Linked DNA regions of Zea mays: region 1 is linked to region 2. A link is a contact called in public Hi-C data. All regions are on one chromosome and are shown on one strand. Each heading gives the region's core, a stretch centred on a gene start, on an enhancer-like site or on the middle of the called end of the contact. The rest is flanking DNA. Distances are from core to core; before and after follow the strand shown.

Evidence for each region. A called contact is a pair of places that touch in the nucleus more often than the background predicts.
Region 1: a contact with region 2 is called in a Hi-C map of ear, with 2.2 times the contacts expected there. The contact joins the promoter of LOC100192924 here to the enhancer-like site in region 2. A contact is called at or near these places in 2 of 25 Hi-C or Micro-C datasets (ear and tassel).

Annotation. Positions count from the first base shown.
Region 1 is chr3:119,456,525-119,462,428 of Zm-B73-REFERENCE-NAM-5.0, forward strand. It overlaps LOC100192924, which reads left to right and starts at 1,617. Exons shown (of 3, transcript NM_001138108.1): 1 at 1,617-2,015; 2 at 2,178-2,513; 3 at 2,636-3,224. The coding sequence starts at 1,741. The coding sequence ends at 2,717.
Region 2 is chr3:119,126,349-119,132,125 of Zm-B73-REFERENCE-NAM-5.0, forward strand. LOC100272360 reads left to right here. Exons shown (of 12, transcript NM_001146843.1): 5 at 424-619; 6 at 694-724; 7 at 804-862; 8 at 944-1,017; 9 at 1,277-1,363; 10 at 1,486-1,547; 11 at 1,627-1,655; 12 at 2,008-2,318. The coding sequence ends at 2,100. Among protein-coding and RNA genes, the nearest start is that of LOC100272360, 14 kb to the left of the region's middle. Within about 2 kb of position 2,658, at least 7 of the 20 cell types and tissues checked have an H3K27ac peak or open chromatin away from gene starts, as enhancers often do. A contact at or near this core is called in ear, where this site is marked.

The DNA.
Region 1 (5,904 bases), core at 367-2,866, 330 kb after region 2:
CATGGGGAAATGGAGGTGACGCCGACGACAACGACACCTCTCCACCACCACCTCGCGGGACTCGTTAACAACAACGATGAATGTATGTTTCCTTATGCCTCTAAGTAGAATAAATCTACTCGTCATTGAGGATAGGAGCTTAGGAATCGATACTAGACACCGTAGAATCTAACATTACATATATCTTTTAGTAAACCGATGTGGTGGATTATTACGTACTGATCAGGATAGGGAGAGGGGAGTAAAAACAGCTCACAAGATCTAAACTATATAATCTGAAGGTTAATTTGGAATGAATTTGAACTGCCCAATTGGTCCATATATCTAGCGCAAGTCATCCAAAGCAAGGATGAACGACAAGGTAATCCAAATCAGACGACAATTTCCAGAGGTTTCTGCGTCTGGACCACCGCAGTATGACATCGATCCCATCACCAAATAAAATCATAGCTTACCTGAAGGGGGGGACCATGCATGCTGGTGTGTGTTCCACACAACAAAACAAAACAAGAAAAAGAGGAGCTTTATTTAGTGGTTAGCTAAAGGAACATCACTATCTGTGTGTGCAAAATTAACAATCCTTTCCGATATATATATATGCATGCGGTATCCAAAGAGAGATAGAAATTATATAAGCAAGGCATATCTGTCGTTAGCGGCTTAACGATGCTTTCGCGAGGCGTGTTTTCTGGGTAATAAACAAGCCACCCCCCCCCCCCCCACTAGGGCTACTGCCCTAGGTAGGCCCCACTGGCCAGCCAACCAACAAACCTAAAGAAAGCGAGAAGGCTCGAGAAAGAAGGGACAGGCTAAGGCCTAGTGGGAAGAGGAGAAAGAACGTATGTACGGGGGTGCATGGATGCATGATGCATGGCCATAGAAGAGGGAGATGAGAGAGAGAGAGTATAGATAGTATTGTATTGTATGTGCAGATTAGAATCGAAGATGCTCCCCGATATATCTCTAATAATGCATGATCGCATGCGTCCTAATCATGTCATGCCTGCCTGCCTATTTATAATTGTTAGTAACAACCATAGCGGCATCCTTGTAGTAGTGCATGGATTCGGGTGCCGGCCCGTATACTCAACTCGCTCGTTTGGCGCCCGGCAGAGACCGGGCTTTAGGGTTCATCCTTGCATTGCTGTAATAAAATCCATGTCGAGAAGACGGTCAGAAAGAACCTCAAGACCCGAGTGTATGTAGCTTTTGGTCATCGGATCGGAGCCTGCGAAGTGCGTCCACAACCCGCCCGCCCGGCAGTATGTATGTACACGCATGCGAATGCGATGGGCCGCCTAACCCGTGACCCGACGGATAAGCCGTGGGGCCCGCGATGGCCACTGGCGGAGTGTGGGGGCGGGTGGGCGGGCCGGCCTGTCCCTGGTCGGCCTGGCAGGCCCACCGACGGCTGCACCCTGCTCCGCAACCCACCCCAGCGGTTTGTACGCGCACCACACGCACACCCATCGGCGCATGGCTGGGCTCTGGCCTGGCCTGTGACCTCTGGCACGTGTGTGTGGCGGTGGCGGGGCCTCGCACGCCCACACGCCCCTCCCTCAGGCCTCACCTCTCTATAAAACATCACGCCGGCCAAACCACACGCACAGCGCCAAGGGCACCACCAGCAAGGACCAAGACAGAGCACAGCGCAGCTCGTCGGCCTCTCGACGCCGGTTGCTGCAACCACCGCCTTTATTGCCCACGCGGGCCGTGCGGAAGAAGCAAGAAGACACGCCAATGGAGGTCGCCGCAGCATCGGCAGCGAGCTACGGATTCAAGGCCGACGACGACGTTGACAGCCTCAGGGCGACGGAGCTCAGGCTTGGCCTGCCGGGCACGGAGGAGAAGGAGGAGGCCGAGGAGCCCCAGCACAAGGCGGCACCGCCGCCGCCGTCCACGCCCAGAGGCAAGAAGCGCGACGTCGTCGCCAGCAGCGGGCCCGAGGACGCGCCCAAGAAGCGCGACTGCGAGACCGACGCCGACGCCGACGCCGCGCCGCCGCCGGCCGCCAAGTGAGTAGCGACTACAGCGTTAGCGATTCGATGCTTCGGTTAGTTCACGGTCACCACGCACGCACGCGCGCGCGCAGATCAGGTCTGCAGCAGCAAGCAGAGCAGCGTGCAACTCCTGGCGCGCACATGCAGCGGCTCACGTCACGCACCGTCCTTGCGCAGGGCTCAGCTGGTGGGATGGCCGCCGGTGAGGTCGTACAGGAAGAGCTGCTTCCAGCAGCAGGCGGCGGCCAAGAACAAGCCGGCGGCAGCCCTGGCGGAGGAGGCCCCGGCCGCCGGCGGGTTGTTCGTGAAGGTGAGCATGGACGGCGCCCCCTACCTCAGGAAGGTGGACCTCAAGATGTACAAGGGCTACCGCGAGCTGCGGGAGGCGCTGGAGGCCATGTTCCTCTGCTTCTCCGGCGCCGCCGACGCGCCCGCCGTCAACCCCTCCGACTTCGCCGTCACCTACGAGGACAAGGACGGCGACCTCATGCTCGTCGGCGACGTGCCCTTCGGGTAATAAGTGCTTGCCAAACATATATACTAGTATTTGATATGCATGGAGATTGTGTACGTCTATATATATTTGGACGACGGTATCTGATTCGTTGGTTTTTCCTCTACTTTTGTCTCTGCAGCATGTTCATCAGCACCTGCAAGAGGCTGAGGATCATGAAAGGGTCTGAAGCGAGAGGGCTCGGCTCGGCCAAGAACAACTGATGATGAGGCGTCTATCGCATGCTTGTGCTGTGCGTGCGTGCATGCGCCAGCAAATTCTTTTGTTCTTTTGGGGTCTTATTTCTTCTCCAAGGCGTCCCTGCATGGGTGTGGGCGTGTGGTGTTGAGTATTATGTACCTTCTCCCCTAGCATTGTCTGTGCCAACAATGGAGCAGCAGCTAGCAGCAAACCAGAGACATGGCGAGGCGAAAGATGAAGCTGCTTGCTTGGAAGGAGAGAGAGAGAGAGAGAGAGAGAGAGAGAGAGAGAGAGAGAGAGAGAGAGAGGGAAGCTTTGTGCATGCGTGGAATGATGTGTGGTCGCTTTGTTCTTTTTCTTTTGTGCCCCTTGTAGGGGTGTGTGTGTGTGTGTTTAGCAAGACATGCAAAAGGAGTGGAGAGTCGAGTTGAATCTCCATGATGCGTGGTTGTACAAAGCCAAAGATCACTCTTCTTTCTTGTCTATCAGTCTATTGTCTATCTATCGATCAGCAGCCTGGTCGTTGCTTCTGTAATTGCGAGTGTTGAAATTGCAGGGGAGGAATTGTTTTCCTCTCTGTCCCTGGTGAGTTGAGTTATCTATCCGAATAACACGATCGAGGAACTAGTGTTCCTTACGAATGTATTCACATCATCACATGCCATATGCCCAAGCTATAAGCTAGGCCACCATTTTCAAGATCCAGGAAAAGCTTGCTTCGCCATTGCACCACACTTGGCACCTTGCCAGGTCGGGTAACAGGCAGGCAAAGCTACCAAATTGGCCGGCCGGGCATGGTCAGAAACCAGAAGGCAGAGCTGGTTAAGGCTCAACAGAAACCAATGCTCTGGTCTGGGTCTGGGTCTGGGTCTGGGTCTTGGTCTTGATCTCTGGCGAAGAGCGAGAGAGAGAGAGAGAGGGCTAAATCTGGGTGCTGCACACTTGCAGAGCCGAGAGCGCCCACCCATTGGCCATTCAGATTTCCTTCCCACTGGGTAACGTGCCGCTGTTCCTGGCCGCGCCGACAGGGGACATGTGGCGCACATGGTTTCAGACTTTCAGTTCAGTCGAGTCCCGGACGGACGACGACGCGAGAGGGGATCGAGGCTCCCGCTCCTCCCGTCGTCCCGGCTCCACGCCGTCGCTGGCAGGCGGTCGGTCCGGCCGCCCACCGGAGAGCATAGAGCCTGGAGCTCCAGGCAGCAGCTAGGACCCAGGCGGCGGAAGCAGCCAGCAGCAGCATCGGCGGGCAGCGAAACCAATGGATTGGCGCAGTGCAGATGCAGCATGGAGCCGAGGCCCGAGGGGGTCCCTGTCTGCTCTGCTCCGCGGCAGCCAGCAGTGCAGGTTTTCCATTTCCCTTGCGGTGCATGCGCTGCATTTCCAGGCACTCCATGATTGGTCTGGTCACTATTGCATGTGTTAGGTCCAACCAGAGCTAGCTGGTCTTGTGCGTGCGTGTGTGTGTTACCGGTGGATTCATTGTGCTTGCTCACAGGGCTAGCGCGCGTATGGATGGAAAATGGAAACGGACATTTTTATACGCTAAAACTTGTAATATAATTATACATGTCCAAACGCGCCACCCGATACGACCCAGCCCGTCCACGAATTAGGCACGACCCGAACCAGGCCGTGTAGGCACGACATCTTGAACGTCTTATGCTGGGCCAGGCTAGCACGACCAGTTTATATGTGGCCCTATACACGACACGATAGTGTGCTAACCGTGTCGTGTCGTTCTGGGGGCACGATAGGCACTAAGGTACCGTCATTACACAGCTGTTTTGCCGAAAACACTCGGCGAAGTTTTTGCCGAGTGTAACTTTCAGCTAAGAAGTATCGGCAAACTATACATCAGCAATGGCTCCTTTGTCGAGTGCCACATGGTGCTCGGCAAAGAAAAATCGTCGTCATGGCATTAGGTAACGGTGACGGAGCCTTTGCCGAGTCTCCTCCATGACACTCGGCAAAGGCTCCCTCTTTGCCAGTGTCTGTTGGACTAGCGCTCGATAAAGAAGCCCTCGTGGGCCCCTTTGCTGAGTGCCAACTGGACTAGCTCTCGACAACAGGAGCACCAATGGGCCCCTTTGATAGTCTCTTTACCGAGTGTATTAGGAGGCACTCGGCAAAGGTTGCTTCTTTGCCGAGTGCCTCGGCCACAACACTCGGCAAAAGAAACTTTACTGGTCCTAGGTGTGCCTTCTTTGCCGAGTGTTATGGTCATGGGACTTGTAAACCTCTTTGTCGAGTGTAACACTCGACAAAGTGACCAGACTACCTCTTTTTTATTTGTTTTTATTATTCCATCCAAACAAACAAAAGATATATCACATAATCATCACATATACATCATACAATTATCACATACATCATACACACCGCATATCTCACAAAGACCATAAATCTCACAAATATCACCACATCAGACAAGTTCGAATACAAACATAAGTCTCCAACACTCACAATCTTAAGTCTCAAGTATGTCACAAAGTATTACCAACATCAACAAGTTCAGACCAAGTTATCTCACAAAGTATTAACAAAACCAACAAACATAAGATCATGTGCACAAAGTATCTTAGCGATATGGACGACTAGACTGGTTCGGCGATGGGCTGGGCAATCCATGAGGGTTGTTTGATGCCGTCGACTGCACTGCACAGAGTAAAGATTGCATGTGTGAGACCAGATGAATATATATCATGCAGTATTAGAATTTTGATACTCACAGGAGTATGGAACTGAGCAGGGTCAGCTGCAGGGAACAACGAAGGTGGAGGAGCAAAACCGGATGTGGCGCCAAGGTTCTGCATGTACCGAAACATCTCTGCCATCCTCTTCTTCATCTCCTCACATTGCCTCCTTTCATCATCTAGCTGAGTCTGTAATATTTCGCCCTAATGTTACAATAATGAAAAGAGAAGATATATAATAATCAATGAATGACGAATAGATAAGTAATACCTAGAGTTTGTATCTAATGATGTGAGTTGTCATGCCGAGGTCGTATGGCTGGGCTCACGCTCGTACTCCTTACTCGCACCTGAGACAAAGTGGGAGTGGAGGATGAGTCGATTGCCCCGTCGGCAATCCAGTACCACCCATACCTCTTGCCTCCTCCGACCCTCATGAGGACATCTCCATTGATGTCCTCGGTCCTCGGATCGTAATCTAGCCCATGGACAACCTGTGCCATGACAGTGTGCT
Region 2 (5,777 bases), core at 1,408-3,907:
CTTGTCAGTCACAACTGTAGTCTATTTGCTTTCAACCTTGATTTTTGTTTTTTTAACAGAATTGGCTTATATTGTCTAACCTTTTTTTGGTCATCTGGAATACTAAACTACTAATTTGCTTCCAAGAGAATTTATAGCGATTGTTCAGATACCTAGCTTGGTAATGGATAGATCTGCTCAATATGAGAAGAAATTTCAAATAATGGATGTGTTTAATTGCTATTCAAAGCATAGCAAGGATTCTTCTCGGTATAGATCATTTTTGGGTGTTTGCTTTCCTTTCTTGATTTTCTCTGATCTTTTTGCCAGTGCTAAATTTGAAAATTATCATTTTAACAAATTTTTAAACATGGCTGGAACATTTTATTAAGGAAGGTTCTTGAGTAATGTTTTGCTAAAGAATTGATTCTACTGCTCTGACAGATACATTGTTGGTCTAGCTGGCCCACCTGGTGCTGGCAAGTCCACAGTTGCCTCTGAAGTTGTTCGACGTGTTAATACATTTTGGTCCCAGAAGCACACAAAGGGTAGTGGAGCACCGCTTCCTACCAAGGAAATTGCTGCAATGCTTCCAATGGATGGTTTCCACCTTTATCGTGCCCAGCTTGATGCAATGGAGGTTTGTTACCTTTGAGTGAACCATATCTAAATTTTAGGTTCTTTCTAAAATTATTAACATATTTGTACCTTTAGGATCCAAAAGAAGCACATGCAAGAAGAGGAGGTGCCTAATATTCTCTGTTTAATCTGTTTCATTTAAACTGTATTTAGGTAAATACTAACATCATAGTTATTGATTTTAGCACCCTGGACATTCAATCCATCACTGTTTCTGAAATGTCTACATACACTAAGAACAGAGGTATCTACCAGTGCCCTGCAATACAAATTCTTGAATACTGCATGCTATTTAATCTGATCCTCTAAACATCTTGGTTTGTAGGGTTCAGTTTATGCTCCATCATTTGATCATGGTGTTGGCGACCCAGTTGAGAATGACATATTTGTAAAGCCACAGTAAGTTAGATTGGATTCAAATGTATTGCTTGAGTCATAAAATCTTTTGGATCAACTTAATTTAGCACCGTACAACTTAGATTTCTTGTTGCCTTTCTTCTATCTTCCTATATGAGATTGTACCTGTATCTTGTAACTCTTTCCATGTGCAATGACTGCATGCCAGCATTGATACCATCTTTCCACAATGCTTCAGTTACTTTTAAGTACTGGTCCGAGTGTGACACTTACTGATTGTTAATTATCATGACTTTGGCAGGCACAAAATAGTGATAGTTGAAGGGAACTATCTGTTACTGGAAGAAGATGTTTGGACCGAAATTAGAGACTTGTTTGATGAGAAATGGTGAGTATGCAGACTCCGCAACTGTAATTTGCAGTAATACATACTTTTTTTAATGTCCCTTCATCATCTTTTCGACTTTGGTGTGAAAATAGTAGTTTCTAATGGCCAAATTACTTTCTTAGGTTCATTGACATTGACATTGATATCTCCATGCAAAGAGTGCTCAAGAGACATATTGCAACCGGTCTGCTCTAATCCATTCACATTCCAGCACTATATTATTTATGTCACATATTCATTGTTTGTTTTGTTTCTCTTGTCAGGAAAAGAGCCAGATGTAGCAGCATGGAGGGTAATTATCTTGCCTAACCCTGCTTTTCTATCCACACACAAGAATGAAGAATGCATATTTATGCGTAGATGAATTCAAATAAAACTGCACTATGGTTCCTTTCAAGAACTTTTTTTTACCTCGATAACCATTTACACCAATCGACCAAAATGATGCCCCTTAGCTTTTTAGAATTGTTTTTATCGATTGATTTTCCTAGAAGAAAGTTATAGATTTACAGCAATTTTATTGTGGATATTTTTTTCTTCTGTTAATCATGTTCAGCTGTCAATGCTGATGCCCTGTCATTCTCCTCAATGCTCAGTTTCTGAATTTTGCCAGTTATTATCTTGAAATTGTTCTTGTGAATCAGATCTCCTACAACGACCGACCGAATGCAGAGCTTATCCTGGAATCAAGGAAGAATGCTGACCTTGTGATCAGATCAGTAGACTTCTCAAGCTAGTGTTCAATTCTTTCAATAGGAAATAGCATTGTGGTTCTAGAGTTGGAGGTTGTTGTGGGCTGTTTCCGTGGAGATTCCTGTACATATAATAAGCTGAATGCCTGTTTCAAATTTTCATGGTGATTGTGTTGCATGTAATAAGATATTCCTTCACTATGTACCGTGGAGGATTGTTAAGTAATTTATTGACATTTTTTAATAGAAACACCCTTCAGATTTGTGTCCAATGTCATATTTTTGTTCCTGTAGAAGATATTAGGAGCTTTATTGTTGTATCGAAGGAGCAAAATGTCTAGGATCACAGGCCAGAGCAGCTCCAAGAGGCGACCAAAACATATCCCAAAACTCGTTTTAGGCTTCAAAACATAAAAATATATCGTCCAACAGTTCCCTCAATTTCCTCCAAAAATCCGGACGTACCGCATCCGACCCCTGCCTTCCCTCAAATTTTCGCGACTCCAATTCTTCCCCAATCCATCTGCGCCGACGCCACACAGTCGTTGCCGCGTTTTTTTTTCGCCCACACGCTCGGAGGATGGCAATGATTCGTTGTCCGGCGGCATGCAACATGCAAAATTGTAATTTCAGATCAACACATGGACAACAATACAGCCCAACAGCCTTTTAGTGGCCCAATACAATGTGCAATGTCCGACGGCATGATTATGAATAGTTACAATAAGCTTTGGCTTTGGGATGAAGAACTTCTCTTATGACGGAATAAAGGGAGATAAAGAGTGGTCGACGAAGCTATAGGCTAAGGACCTTCGACTTAACATATTGACGAAGCTTAAACACGAAGATGACTGAAAGGGGCTAAAGACCTTATAGTCCTCAATAATTCATGTTAGGATTATAGGCACAGGGATATAAATGTACTTTTATCCGGACTGCGTCCCGTGCCTATAAATAGATAAACAGTAACATCGTACTGTGCACGCTGGATTGTAATCGCACTCGCGCCATTCTCGCTCTCCCACCTTTTGGCAAGCTGAAGGTACCATTATAATATGAATATCGTTAATGCTTATTCATATTTAATGAAGATGATAATAAATGAATTATTGATATATAACAATTATTATCTTCATTCCTCTATATTCCTCTGTATTCCTTCACTTTCTTATTTATATTCATTTTCATATGATAAAATGATGAAGATGTGTCCTTCATGACCTTCGTCTGAAGATCATTATATCCAACAGGAAATAATGCTTCGAAGGACGAAGGTCTTTTCCATTAACAATTGTGTTGCCTTGTTCTTGATTTATAACATTTGAGAACAAATGACCAACATTGGCGCACACCTCCGGTGAACTCACTTCCACAACCTTCGGAAGAGCATCCATCTTCGACATGCCACCGGAGAAGGCAACGGTGCCAGGGGCTGCCCTACAACCAATGGATACAAATCAAGATGCTCTCTCTGCGAGAGGCTAGGAACCAAAAGAGAAAGCCCACCAGTCCAACTCTTCAAGAGGAGCAAATTGATCAGGAAATCAGGGACCTAGAGGCCATTCATCAACAAGTGCAAAGGAAAAAGGAGAAGATGGTCTGGCTAGCCGACCTTCAGAAAAAGATTGACGAAGCCGCTGAAGAAATGCGTCATCTTACTCAGGATGGCCAGGACCGAAGGCCTCAGCATAGGGAGCTTCGTCAAGAGAGCTTATTCAACGAAGATGAATGGTATGATGACTTTCATCATGATAACTTTACTTTTGATGATGCTTCTCCTCTGGCAGCAGAATTGCAGGCTATCCCATGGCCACAATCTTACAAGCCACCCCAGTTGCCCATGTATGACGGACACTTGAATCCAAAGCAATTCTTGATGAGCTACGAGGCAACAATATCTTCGTATGGGGGCAACACCGCTTCATGGCAAAGTCCTTCGTCATGGCAGTCCGAAGCATGGCCCAAACATGGTACTCCTCCCTTCGGCCTGGAATAATTACATCATGGCAGAAGCTCAAGGATATGCTAGTTACCAGTTTCCAAGGGTTTCAGACGAAGCCAGTAACTGCTCAGGCTTTATTTCAATGCACACAAGACCATGAGGAGTATCTTTAGGCGTATGTCCGAAGGTTTTTGCGTCTGAGAGCACAAGTGCCCACAGTGCCCAATGAAATTGTCATTGAAGCCATGATCAAGGGACTTCGGCTAGGACCTACAGCCCAATAGTTTGTCAAGAAGCCTCCACAAACCCTGGAGAAGCTCCTTCAGAAAATGGATGAGTACATCCAGGCCGATAATGATTTTTGCCAAATAAGGGAGGAAGCTTACAGGTTTTCTGAAATGACCAGGGGCTTTGGAGGGAGACTTCATCCCAGGCATGTACGATCAATTCATAACTCCAATGCTAATGATGAAAGGGCTAGCAATGTTCAGCATAACCATCACAGTTCTCAGTCTTCGAGCATGCAACAGACTTCTTTCAGACCACCAGCTCCGAGAGGCAGAGGAGGAAGGAGTTTCAGTGGAGGAAGGTTCGACAATCAACCTAGAAAGTTGTACTGCCTTTTTTTTGGCGAGGACAAGGGCCACACAACAAGGACATGCCAGGTCACGATTCAGAAGCAAAAGGAAATTGCTGAAGCCAAGGCGCGACAGAGTCAGCCGAATCAAGTCCTTCACACTGCTTCGTGTTATTCTCCATACATCCCAGAATACGTAGGCAATCAACAACCTATGACTTCTGTTGCTTCGACAAGCCATTCCTGAACTTCTTGGCCTCAGTTGCCACCACAACCACCGTTGGTCCATAATCAGCAGCCAGAAGGGCGCAATCATACTCAGCAACAGTGTGACCTTCGGGAGGAGTCCAAAGCTCGCACAGTCAACAACACTATGCCTGAATCGAAGCATATTTACTAAAAGGACTACAGTGGCTCGCCCAAGGAACATGTTGATCTGATGTATCTTAACTCTTTCTGCTTTTATATTTTCTTGAAAGAAAAACAATACAGGAGGGATTAATTTTCAACGTGATGTAATAATATTGTTGTTACATCATCGAGTGTGACAAAAATTAAATTCCAAAGCTACAAAGCCGTCCCTAAGGGAGCGCAGAGTAAGTTTCGAAGCTACAAAGTCGTTCCTAAGGGAGCGCGGAGTAAGTTCTTGAAAGGGAATTAGGCTTACACCTAGTTCATATATAATTTTGGTGGTTGAATTGCCCAACACAAATCTTTGGACTAACTAGTTTGCCCAAGTGTATAGATTATACAGGTGTAAAAGGTTCACACTCAGCCAATAAAAAGACCAAGTTTTGGATTCAACAAAGGAGCAAAGGGGCAACCGAAGGCACCCCTGGTCTGGCGCACCGGACTGTCCGGTGTGCCACCGGACATGTCCGGTGCACCAGGGGGACTCAGACTCAAACTCGCCACCTTCGGGAATTGCCGGAGGCGACTCGGCTATAATTCACCGGACTGTCCGGTGTACACCGGACAGTGTCCGGTGCGCCAAGGGAAGTCGGCCTCAGGAACTCGCCAGCTTCGGGAAACTCCAACGGCTAGTCCACTATAATTCACCGGACTGTCCGGTGTGCACCGGACTGTCCGGTGCGACTCCGGTGCAACGGCTATCTCCGCGCCAACGGCTCTCTGCCGCGCATTTAATGCGCGCTCTGCGCGCGGAGATGGCAGGCGTGCCCATACTGGCACACCAGACAGCAA